3 separate regions of the Mus musculus genome follow, and all the other regions are linked to region 2. The links are chromatin contacts, called in public Hi-C maps. All regions are on one chromosome and are shown on one strand. The core of a region is the stretch at or near the end of the contact, and the rest is flanking DNA. Distances in the headings are between cores, read along the strand shown.

Region 1 (3,671 bases), core at 795-3,294, 93 kb before region 2:
ATTAGTGAAGCTTGATTAAACCAAATATAATTTCTCATTCTAGGGGATATTATTTTTTTTCAGCTTCATTGGGTGAGATACCCAGAAGGACCTGGGAGGGGGAAGTGGGTAGAGAATGAAAGCCGAGGGGAATCTGGTAGCATAAGGATAGAACATTCCAGAGAACTTTTTAATTTCTCAATGCTTTTAGGAGAGGCGAGCCTTGCTTATCAAGAGATATAAAGACTAACTTATGGATGGAAATGTATCCCAGGCTGACCTTGAACTCACTATGTAATAGGGGATGAGTGGGACCTTAAACCACTGATTTCCTGAGTGCTGGGATTTTAAGTGTGACCACTGTGCCCGGTGGAAGAAAAAACACATATTGGTGTGTGCTTTATTCACCTGACCATATATAGAAATGCCAGCCACTCAAGTATTGAAGCCTGGTTCCCCTGGATTCAGATTTTACGGAGGTCGGGGAGGCAGAAATCAAGAGGAAAAAAACAGTAATGTGTGACCACGTGCCCACAGAGACAAACATTGGAGTCACCTTGCCTTTGAAGGCCTTATAAACAAATTCAAGGATATAAGAAGAAAATCTGAAAAAGAGCAGCCTAAACCAATAAATAAACAGAACCAAAGAGGAGGAGCGGGGCACCAGGGCCTCCACCTGGGCCACAAATCACAGCCCTGTGTCTTCTGAAGTGTGGGACCTGCAGAAGGAGGAAGGGAGAGCCGGGGCTGCTCCTGTGACAGGTTGGCTTATCTGTCGCTTCCAGTGAGAATCCATTAATTAGTCAGAAACAGGCAGCATAGTTCTCACAAAAGGCACAGATGCCATGTAAGGTTTTTTTTGATTATTTTTATGTTGAAGATAATGCTGGCAACTCACTACAAATTGACAGAAAAAAGTGGGCAAAACCTACATTCCTGCCTCATCGGTCATACGCACCTCAGCTGCTTCAGTAAGAAGCAGACACTGGCCGATCTTCTCAGACCAGGTAGGGCATCGTTATTCAAACCACAAATCCCATTAAAATGTAATGTCTGCTCACATTAACAATGGAGTACATTGTCTAAGTGAGTACATACAGATGTAGTAGATGATGTACTTTCAACGTGTTATAAGGTCTTCAGAAATAGCTCAGTGGGTCACCTACTTTCAGCACACACATGAGGTCCTGAGTATAGACCCCCAGAAACCACATAAAAATCCAGGTGTTAGGTGCATGGCTGTAACCCCAACACTGGTGGAGACGGATCTACTTGGCTTGCTAGCCCAACACTCTAGCCAAATCATTGAACTTGAGGTTTTGTTTCTTGACCCTGATAATAAAAACATGTAGAACAGCTGATACCAAACGTCAACCTCTGGTCTCTTCACACACATGGAAGACCACATGCATCTCTCTCTCTCTCTCTCTCTCTCTCTCTCTCTCTCTCTCTCTCTCTCTCTCTCTCTCTCTTTCTCTCTGTGTGTGTGTGTGTGTGTGTGTGTGTGTGTGTGTGTGTGAGAGAGAGAGAGAGAGAGTGTCTTTCTCTGTCTCTCTGTGTGTTGATATTTCTGTCTCTCTATCTCAGTCTCTCTCTGTCTCTCTGTTTTCTATCTCCAAACATACACAACACACACACACACACTAAAAATAAAAATAGATACAAACATGTTGTGTGCATTTCCTTTATAGCTCAACGTTTGGGCTCTCACTCATTCCTACATAATGTTTGGAGCAGTTTTAGAGACAGCCCTTTGTCCATATCAAAATGACCTACCCTAGGGAACACACAGTCAGGAACACACATCACTGGTTTAGGAGAGAGGCAGCAAGAGTTCCAAGGCAGATGAGTCAGTAGGCATCACAGCAAAGCAGTTTCACAGAGCTGGGATTTGAAAGCTGGAGGCACATAAAGACATTGGGTCCAAACGAAAGGAAGAAAATCAACAAAGACACATTAAAAAGAGTGTCAGATGTCAGAACTGACTAGCTGGGCTGACACTGAGGAATGAAGGTTGGGGATATATGCACCTCCTGAAAACAGGAAGCCTTTTGTTGGTTGATCGCCTTAGCTGTCTCCTTTGAGGTGAGTTCCACAGATGTGTTTTTAAAAGCAGGCTGAGTGCTGCCTGGGTGTCTGTTTATTTCTCTACAACTCTTCACCTCCACTTCAAAAACAACTCCTCAGTCTCCCCAAGTCATGGGAAGACATTCTGTATGCATTCTGTATGGCTAGAGGATAGACCGTGGGACAGGTCCTTGACACGTCCTCCTGGACTCCCAGTGTAAAATCATACAGATTGGGCAGCTTAAACAACAGCTTAAACCTCTCAATTCGTGGAGGCTGGAGGTCCAAGACCAAAGTGCAATTCCCACTGGTTGCAGGTGAGGACTCTACAAGTCTGGCTGTCTTCCCTGTATATGTAAAGAGTCCAGAAAGGTTCACAGCTCTCTTTTTTCTTTTTATAAGAATGCCATTTCCACCTGAGACTTCTCTTTCACTACTTCCCTAAAGGCCCTGCCTTCAAATCCACCCTTACTTAAGGAAAAGGCTTTGACAGAAGAATGCAGAAGGAACACAATTCAGTCCTGATCAGGTCCCTAGCTGTATTTTAGTCTCCAAAAAAGGACTGCTAATTTAAAAGAGAAAGAGACAGTAAGACAGAGAGAAGGCCACATTGATCTCCATCTACTATGATTTGAAATCAAAATGAAGAGAAAAACGGTAGATAAGGAGAAGCCCCCTGCCTTGACCGATGGGGGGGGGGTCGTTTCCTAGGGTTGGACAAACCCTCACCAGAGGGTTTGGATTCCAGAGCTCAGGGCCAAGCAGACTACTGGTGTTCAGTGTACACGTCGTCAGCCATGTGTCTCATTTCTCTTCATTTTCTACTCTGCAAAATTAGGTTAAGATTTTCTGCTGCAGAGAGAGAGGAGAGAGAGAGAAAGGCGGGGGGGGGGGGGCGGGGGGGAGAGGAGATCCTGATTCCAAACTAAACATAGCATTCTTCTCTGCCTTTGTAATCAATAATATTTCCAGGCTGTAACCGCCCTGAGAGATAGAATTGGGTAGATTAAAGGACATATCTGAGTTCCTGCATGTCGCCAAGTTCCCTCAACTAAGCTAAGACATAGAGACAAGAGAGAAAATAATTTACTAGTTAAAGCCACTGACATTTGGGTTTGTGTGCTACTGAAGCAACTCAGTGCACCCTGACAACGGAGACAAGCTCTGCGGACTTGGTCTTTTTCTATACTCTCACCATTTTCTGAGGAATGTGGTCCTCTACCCGGGACACTACAGTCCCATGTATATGGCTGTTTAAGTGCACACACCGAAATTTTACAAGTGGGGATAGAATCTCAAGTTCTCTCAGAAGACAGACCCATTCTTGTGGAACTCTCCTCTCCTCTCCCTTCCCCTCCCCTCCTCTTCCCTCCCCATTCTCCCCCTCCTCTCCCCTCCCCTCCCCTCCCCTCCTCTCCTCTCCTCTCCAGCAAGGTCCCTAGCACCCATATGCACCAATGAGCACCTCAAATATAGTAGAGCAATAATAGATTTTTTAAAAATTTTGTACAGTTTTATTATTTTTAAAGATTTACTTATTTTATTTGATGTGTGCATGTGTTTTGCTTGCATATTTGTGCTTGAACATGCACCACGTGCTTGCCTGGTGCCTTTTGGAGGCCAGA
Region 2 (3,837 bases), core at 1,125-3,624:
AAATCTATACTTCACCCACTTGGAAAATATCTTCCTGTCATTTTAATTAAAATGAAAATTATTTTAATTCATTCAGTGTATATAATATGCATTATACAGTCTTGGGAATGATCAGTAAAGTTTGCAAGTTATTGCTGGAGGAGAGAAAGCCTTTGGCTTTATTTCTGGGATTAGCTTAAAGCCGGTCTGGGTCCTACTACACACTAGACTACTGCACACAGGTCATTTTGGCACTCAGAACCCTGCTCTCTCTGACTCTGTCACAGATGATTAAAATCAGTTCTAAAACCAAGCAGTGTCTGGAGGAAGAAATAGCGTGATCTCAAATATGATATTGAATGTGAACTTGAAGGAAACCCTTCAGAACTGATGTATAAAGTGCTTTTAACTGTTTATAGAACCAATAGCCTTAGAAGACTAAAACTCTCGTCACATTTAAATCTCATTTTTCTAAGTTATTTCTGTAGAGTGAACCTATGTTGCTCCTAAGTAGGCCGTTTTGTGACGAGATACATAAAACATTAACAGTACTTATCTATTTAAATATTCACTGTTATTTTAGAAATAACCAGCCTTTGGATAATTATTGTGAACAGTACCGTGTTTATGTTAATATTATATATATTTATTTAATTCACACTCTTATGTTCCTATAACTACAAATATTTAACTAATACTCAAAATTCATATTTTTAAAAAATTTTAATAACTTTTAAAAACCATTTGCTTCACTCTGGGAAACTTCAGAAATACAGTTTAAAAATGAAAAGCATTGGGGCTGGAGAGATGGTTCAGAGGTCAAAAGCACTGGCAGTTCTTCCAGAGGATCCTGGTTCAATTCCCAGCACTTACATGGTGACTCACAACGATCTATAATTCCAGTTCCAGTAAATCTGACACCCTCACAAACACACATGCAGGCAAAACACGAATGCATGTAAAACAAAATTAAAAATCATTTTAAAAACTTTTTAAAAGGAAAAAAATTACAGTTCTGTATCCTACCCCCACAAACAGTGTTAGCTATGAACATTCTTGGATTTGTCTCAGCGTTCTCCTATGGATATGCACGGATACTGTGAACATAGTGCATGTCTTGTGATAGATTCTCCATACCTCTGTGTGTTCAATATTCACATCTTAACCAATTGTGATCCTGCGATGAACATTACTACGTGCCAAGAAGCGTGCTAGCATACAAGGTTTCTACTCTATCCTAAAATTGATCCTAAGAAAATAATGCTGGCATAATTCCATCAAATATGGGACATAAAATTGAGGGTTGCTTGGCAACCAAAATGACGCTGATGAAGAATTAAAGGCATTTCCAGAGAAGAAGAATACTGATTTTTCCAATGTAAAGTGCTAATTATAATAGCCTAGGGCTGATTACAGATAGAATGAATGAAAGGGAGCAATACTTAAACTAACTGAAAATCCAAGAGGCAAGCATTCTTCTTCGTTATGTGTGGCGAAAGTGAGTTAAAGGTTTACTGTCAGAAACGAAGAATAAAATCTCTTGCCTTCATTATAACTTCTCTAAGTTATAATGAAGGAGCAGTGAGGTGGGATTTATAGCAGAGCCTAGAAGAGGCTGAAGTCTGCTCAGTCCAGCTGCTTTTGCAGTGACTGTGAGGTGGCGGGCAGCATCTGAGGAGGCCGTACTGTTTCCTTCCTTTTTAGTGCAGAACAGGCCAGGGCTCAGGCACTGAGCATCTTGCTAAATGGTTGTACCGTTTGGCAGAACCAGCTGCCAAGATGGAGCTTGAACAAGGGGCACACCAGTGATTGACTGAAATGAACAAAAGAACATAGGTACTACTACAGGAGGAAGAAAGAGCAGAGAGTACTAATTTTATCCTGAAGGAGAACACGGATTCATAGGAGCAAGATGGGTGTTGAGTATAAAATCATCTGAAGGCTCAGATGGAAAGTGAGAATTCCCAAGTAGAAGAGCAGAGAGTTCTTCTGTCTCCTCTCAGTGATCTGCCGAACTGTAGTATGGACTTGTTTATATGATCTTTTGAACAGCCCCATTTTAAAGAGGAACTGAAGCACTCAGGAAACGGGTGTCCCCCTAATTATCATATGTGAGTGAGTGTACTTGTTAACATATAGTCACACCCTACAGAGCACCCTTGAGTCTGTTGAGCAGTTGGCTAACTCTGCGTTGCTTGCTTCCTGCGTGAGCATAGGGACTTTTCCATACTTCCTTCCTTTCTTTCACACCTTGGATTCCAACTTTACTTCATCCAAGAGCTTCGCCATTTACCTCCAGGCCTGGGCCACTCCAACCACACAATAAAGCAGTTAGCATCTGATACAGTTCTTTCCAGAGGTCAGCCACAGGAGCCACACTGCTGGCTACCCAGCTATCTTCAGTTCCTGCTAAGGATGAGTCCTCACTCTGTAATAACTTGTGAGTTGGCTCTACTCTATGAACATACTCCCCTTACTTATTGTGCCTATAGTCTCCCGCACTGCCTGCGTGCCCAATGGCTTAGAGTCCTATTACCTTGTCACCAATCACAGGTAGATTTAGCTAACTGAGGAAGTGGACCTTCATAGTGTCACAGGGGAAAATATGAAGAAAACAACTCTAGATTAAAAGAGATCAATCCTGTATATGTCTGTATATATGCAGATAGCTCACAATTAATAATTATATATATTTTTATAATTACATCTATTTTTTATTTTTATTTTTCAAAACAGGGTTTCTCTGTATAGCCCTGGCTGTCCTGGAACTCACTCTGTAGACCAGGCTGGCCTCAAGCTCAGAAATCCGGCTGTCTCTGCCTCCCAAGTGCTGGGATTAAAAGCATGTGCTATCACTGCCTGGCTAATTACATATATGAATTTTGGATACTTAGTTTGATATTAATAAATCATGATTGCTTTATTCATGTATTTTTCAATCTTTTATTTTTAAATTTTACTAATATTAACTATTATATATTAATGGTATTAGCATGACATTTCCATGTATACATGTGTACACACACCATCCTATCAAATCAATCCTTGTATCCACTTTTTACAAGATCTGTTCATCATTATTGTGCACTCAGCCTGAAAAGAAAAAGGGGGATGGAGTGCAGTGGTGCCCACCTTTAATTTCAACACCCAGGAAGCAGAGGCAAGCAGATGTCTCAGAGTTGCAGGCCATTCTGAGCTACATAGTGAGTTCCAGGCCAGGCAGGGCTACAGTGAGGCCCTGCCTCAAAAGAAGAAGAAGGAGAAAGAGAAGGAGAAGAGGATGGGAGGAAGAGAAGGAGGAGGAGGAGGAGGAGGAGGAGGAGGAGGAGGAGGAGGAGGAGGAGGAGGAGGAGGAGGAGAGGGAGGGGGAGAGGAGGAGCACTATTTAGAAAGAGGAAGGATGGGAGCAAGAAAAGGAAAGCTAAGGCTCAGTGTGACCCTAGTGTGTTCTATACATGTTTCATGCATTATAGTATGAGATTTTCCAAAGGAAACCTACTATACTACGCAATTGGGGAACGTTAATATCCTTTAGTATAAAGAGGGGATAGGAAAGACTGACAAGGAGATACTTTGGTTACACACCATAAAAATAGCTGATCTATGCACTGTCCTAGGCATACCATGTCATATCTGCCTGTTCACACTCCGATGATGAATTCCTGGGTATTCAAAAGAAACTATGGACTTCAGTATGTGCTGTTCCCACTGGAGGCTCTGTTTTCTGGTTTTTGTTTTTTGTTTTTTAAAGGAAGTGAGAGAATGCAGTACTTCCTCCAACACACACACACACACACACACACACACACACACTCAGTCTGGATGATGGAAATGCCTTGGCCTTGGCACAGCAAGGCA
Region 3 (3,510 bases), core at 556-3,055, 120 kb before region 2:
ACTGGGATACTGGGATACTGGGATACTGGAGAAATGAAGATGCCAGAAGCGAACACCAGTGAAGAAGCTAACCCAATGATGCAAAAAAACATATGGCTCGGGAAAAGAGATGACCATTTGGTCAGCAGTACTCAGTCAAACATAGTGTGACAGTGCTGCTCACAGCCACCAAGGAAACTAGGGGTATAGAGGTGGGGGGCGGGGAGGCTGGGGGTATCCAGGTATAAAATATATTCCATTCTGTTGCTGTTTTAGTATTAGTTGGTGGTGTACCGAACTGACTCAGTTTTCAATCTGAAACTGCAACTTTATTATCATTCAGTTCTGTAGTCCGGCAGGATGAAAATAGTGTCACTCAGGAGGCAGAGGCAGGTGGATTTCTGAGTTCAAGGCCAGCCTGGTCTACAAAATGAGCTGCAGGACAGCCAGGGCTACACAGAGAAACCCTGTCTCGAAAAAAAAACAAAAAAAAAAGAAAAAGAGAGAAAGAAAGAAAGAAAGAAAGAAAGAAAGAAAGAAAGAAAGAAAGAAAGAAAGAAGGAGGGAGGGAGGAAGGAAGGGAGAGAGACAGAGAGAGAGAGGGAGGGAGGGAGGGAGGGAGGGGGAGAGAGAGAGAGAGAGAGAGAGAGAGAGAGAGAGAGAGATAGAGAAAGAAAGAAAGAAAGAAAGAAAGAAAGAAAGAAAGAAAGAAAGAAAGAAAGAAAGAAAGAAAGAAAATAGAGTGTCAACATGAATGTGCTCCTCTTGAGGGCCCCAAAGGAGAAGCTGCGCCTTCGCTTATTTGGATGTCAGTAGTTGTGTGGATCTGGGGAACCGGGGCTCCTGTTCCCTTGATAGCTGCCGAGTAGGGCCACCCACAGTTCCTATCCTTTCACAGAGATCCTGATATTGGAGAGAGAGAACTGGAACTCTAAATGTTTTCTTTCAACATTTTTCATGCTCACCTTTCTCTGCCTCTGCCTAGGGAAGGTTGTCTGCTTCTGAGCACTAAACTGAGCTGACCCCCAGTGAATCCAGGGTAACTTCCCCAACCTCGGGTCCATAATTTTAATCACACATACAAAGTCCTCTTTGCCTTGTAAAGCAATATATTCGGCTTCTGGGTATTAGGACATAAATACCTTAGTCTTTCTGCCACCTCACTGTATGTTCAAGTTGTTATTTTTGTGCCTTAATATGCCAGGTGAAGAACTGGGTGTTGAGGTAAGATGTCACTACCAGTGGAAGTGGGTTGGGGAGGAAGCCTGAGTGGGTCAGAGCTGCCATGCCCTGGGCATTCCGATTAGTGCACGAGGTGAAAACATGAATAGAAGGTGAAAGAAAACCTCCCTCATCTCCTCCCCTCCCCTCCCCCCCCCCCACCTGCATCCCTGAATTATCCAAGCTGCAGCCCTGGTCTGAGATTTCTGAAGGTCTCTGGCAATGGTCACAACATTTCTCTAAGAATCATGCATGGAGCTTTACCAACGGACTGGCAGAGGCTGTGCTAGGTACAGGGTTAGTTGTAGCAGGAAGCCTAGCAGCAACAGATAGGTAGCATCCTCTGTACCCCAGAGAGTTCCTATAGACAGAGGTTATACCTGTCACTTTCCCTGGTTCCTGACTCAACTTCACTTTTTCCCTGGGGATTTGAGAGCAAATAGCCCATGTCTTCCTGGCCACTTAACAACAATACAGAGTAAAAGAGAGAGAGAAAGAGGACAGGAAAGGGTTGGTTTCTCACTAGCCAAATACCCTTCCGGTGGAGGTTCTCTGTCCTATATTTTGAAGCGCTAAGGCTCATGGGAGACTCTTGCTCGCTAATGTTCTCTCAACCACAAGGATGGTGAGTCAGCATGGTGGTTAGCTCTCAGATGGCAGGCTGCAGCCCTCAGCAGAGTTCCAGGTGGGACAAGTGCCTGACAGAAAGCCCTCAGAGCGGCCCTGCTGTACCTTGCAATCTTGAGCATCCCTGATTGGCTAGGACCCTGACCACACACCCAGGAACAACTCACCTGTCTAAGTTCCCTGTTCTTCAAAACCGTGGCACAAAAGAGCAAGAATGAGCTAGAAAAGATGTCTTCAGTCCATTCTGGCATGAGCCAGCTAACACTGGCAAACAGGAAGGAACACAAACCAAACCCTTTGCTCCAGATCAAGTATGAGGGAGATGGAAGGGCACAGAGCTTCGTCTGGTCTAGAATACATATCTGTGAGCCAGCTCCTGACTCCGGGGGCGGAGGTGGGGGTGGGGGGCAGGTGCAGTCCATCGATATACCACATGCTGAACAGCTACACTTCAGAAGCACATTCAGCTACCAAAAGAGCTGGCCAATACCCCGTGGCTAGAGGGTTCTTGCTCTTTATGTCACAACCTCACCCACCCCAAGGCTGCCTGTGTTGTCACTTCTGCTCCACCAATTTAAAATGTGTTAGCAAGAGTGACATTTAAGAAGTAAATTTTAAATCTTTCTTGTACTCTTCTTCAGAAATAAGAGGTTAATAGTGGCTTTGAGGTAAATGTTGCAGTTTGCAGCTAGGAAGAAACAAGGGCTATGTGTATGTGAGAGAGTCAGGGGGGTCAAAGGTACCTGCAAAGACCAGAAGAGGATACTTAGATCTCTCTGAGCCAGAACTATAGGGGATTGTGCAACACCAAAAGTGAGTGCTTGGAACCTCACTCATGTTCTCTGGAAGATCAAGAGGCAGTCTCAATAGCTGGGCCATCTTTCTTCAGTCCCTGTGCTGAATTTTGAAAAGTATATTTTATCAGTACAAGATAATACACTTGTCTGGCTGTCACATCTCCATCAAGGCTCCTTATTAAGGGCCTGAGTTTAAAGGTATGAAAGGGTACACGTCTAAGAGAGGTGAAGCAACCCCTCTTCTAGCTTTTGTAATGGAATCTCAGCTATGCTAAGCCAGTGGTCCCTTGATGCTGGCTCCCAGTAGAGCCATCCCAGTCCAGTTAGATCTAACTCACTTGATCGCTATAGGTCTCGGTGTCTTTACAAAGTTATCTGGGAAGTGTAAGTCGTATGGCTGGCAATGGGACTCGCCAGTCTCCATGACACATGGTAGCGTCAGTGCATCCACATGGAAGGAGAGTGGTCTGCAGCGTCTGGGAAGGCACAGCCTAGTTCTTTCCAAAACAGACAGATCGTGTTGATGAAGCAGACTGTGAGGCTCTGGTGGGTTTTGTACAACTGAAGTCCCCAATCCTGGCCTCAGCCTTTTACTAAACTGTTAGGGAGTCACAATAAGGCTGGCGTGGCCAGCTTCATTTGGGCTTCCAATTCCATATCTCAGACTCTTCTCCTGAAAATTCAGCTCATCATCTAAGCAGGGAGTTTCCAAGTTTAAAAAGAAAGAGACAAAGAGAAGGGAAAGAGAATAATTGGGAAGAACAACTGGGTTAGAAATTTTAAAAAATAAGAGGGGGCTGGAGATGGCTCAGTGGTTAAGAGCACTGACTGCTCTTCCAGAGGTCCTGAGTTCAAGTCCCAGCAACCACATGGTGGCTCACAACCA

Evidence for each region. A called contact is a pair of places that touch in the nucleus more often than the background predicts.
Region 1: a Hi-C map of CD4 T cells shows a contact between it and region 2, with 2.9 times the contacts expected there. The contact joins two enhancer-like sites. A contact is called at or near these places in 31 of 484 Hi-C or Micro-C datasets (CD4 T cells, CD4 single positive thymocytes, CD8 T cells and 19 more), 9 of 115 datasets of contacts at active chromatin or transcription factors (CD4 T cells, CD8 T cells, astrocytes and 5 more) and 2 of 9 other capture datasets (embryonic stem cells and liver).
Region 3: a Hi-C map of CD8 T cells shows a contact between it and region 2, with 6 times the contacts expected there. The contact joins two enhancer-like sites. A contact is called at or near these places in 2 of 15 datasets of contacts at CTCF or cohesin (CD8 T cells and thymocytes), 39 of 484 Hi-C or Micro-C datasets (CD4 T cells, CD4 single positive thymocytes, CD8 T cells and 26 more), 14 of 115 datasets of contacts at active chromatin or transcription factors (CD4 T cells, CD8 T cells, Th17 cells and 9 more) and 3 of 9 other capture datasets (adipose tissue, embryonic stem cells and liver).

The regions. Positions count from the first base shown.
Region 1 is chr2:117,419,969-117,423,639 of GRCm38.p6, reverse strand. No RefSeq gene overlaps it. Among named protein-coding and RNA genes, the nearest start is that of Gm13982, 4.1 kb to the right of the region's middle. Within about 2 kb of position 2,044, at least 20 of the 459 cell types and tissues checked have an H3K27ac peak or open chromatin away from gene starts, as enhancers often do. A contact at or near this core is called in Th1 cells, Th2 cells and regulatory T cells, where this site is marked.
Region 2 is chr2:117,327,023-117,330,859 of GRCm38.p6, reverse strand. All of the region lies in intron 2 of Rasgrp1 (RAS guanyl releasing protein 1), which reads left to right. Among named protein-coding and RNA genes, the nearest start is that of Rasgrp1, 14 kb to the left of the region's middle. Within about 2 kb of position 2,374, at least 59 of the 459 cell types and tissues checked have an H3K27ac peak or open chromatin away from gene starts, as enhancers often do. A contact at or near this core is called in CD8 T cells, CD8 central memory T cells, T follicular helper cells and 8 more, where this site is marked.
Region 3 is chr2:117,445,381-117,448,890 of GRCm38.p6, reverse strand. The region is part of intron 1 of Gm32137 (a long non-coding RNA gene); the gene reads right to left. Among named protein-coding and RNA genes, the nearest start is that of Gm32137, 7.2 kb to the right of the region's middle. Within about 2 kb of position 1,805, at least 52 of the 459 cell types and tissues checked have an H3K27ac peak or open chromatin away from gene starts, as enhancers often do. A contact at or near this core is called in CD8 T cells, CD8 central memory T cells, T follicular helper cells and 8 more, where this site is marked.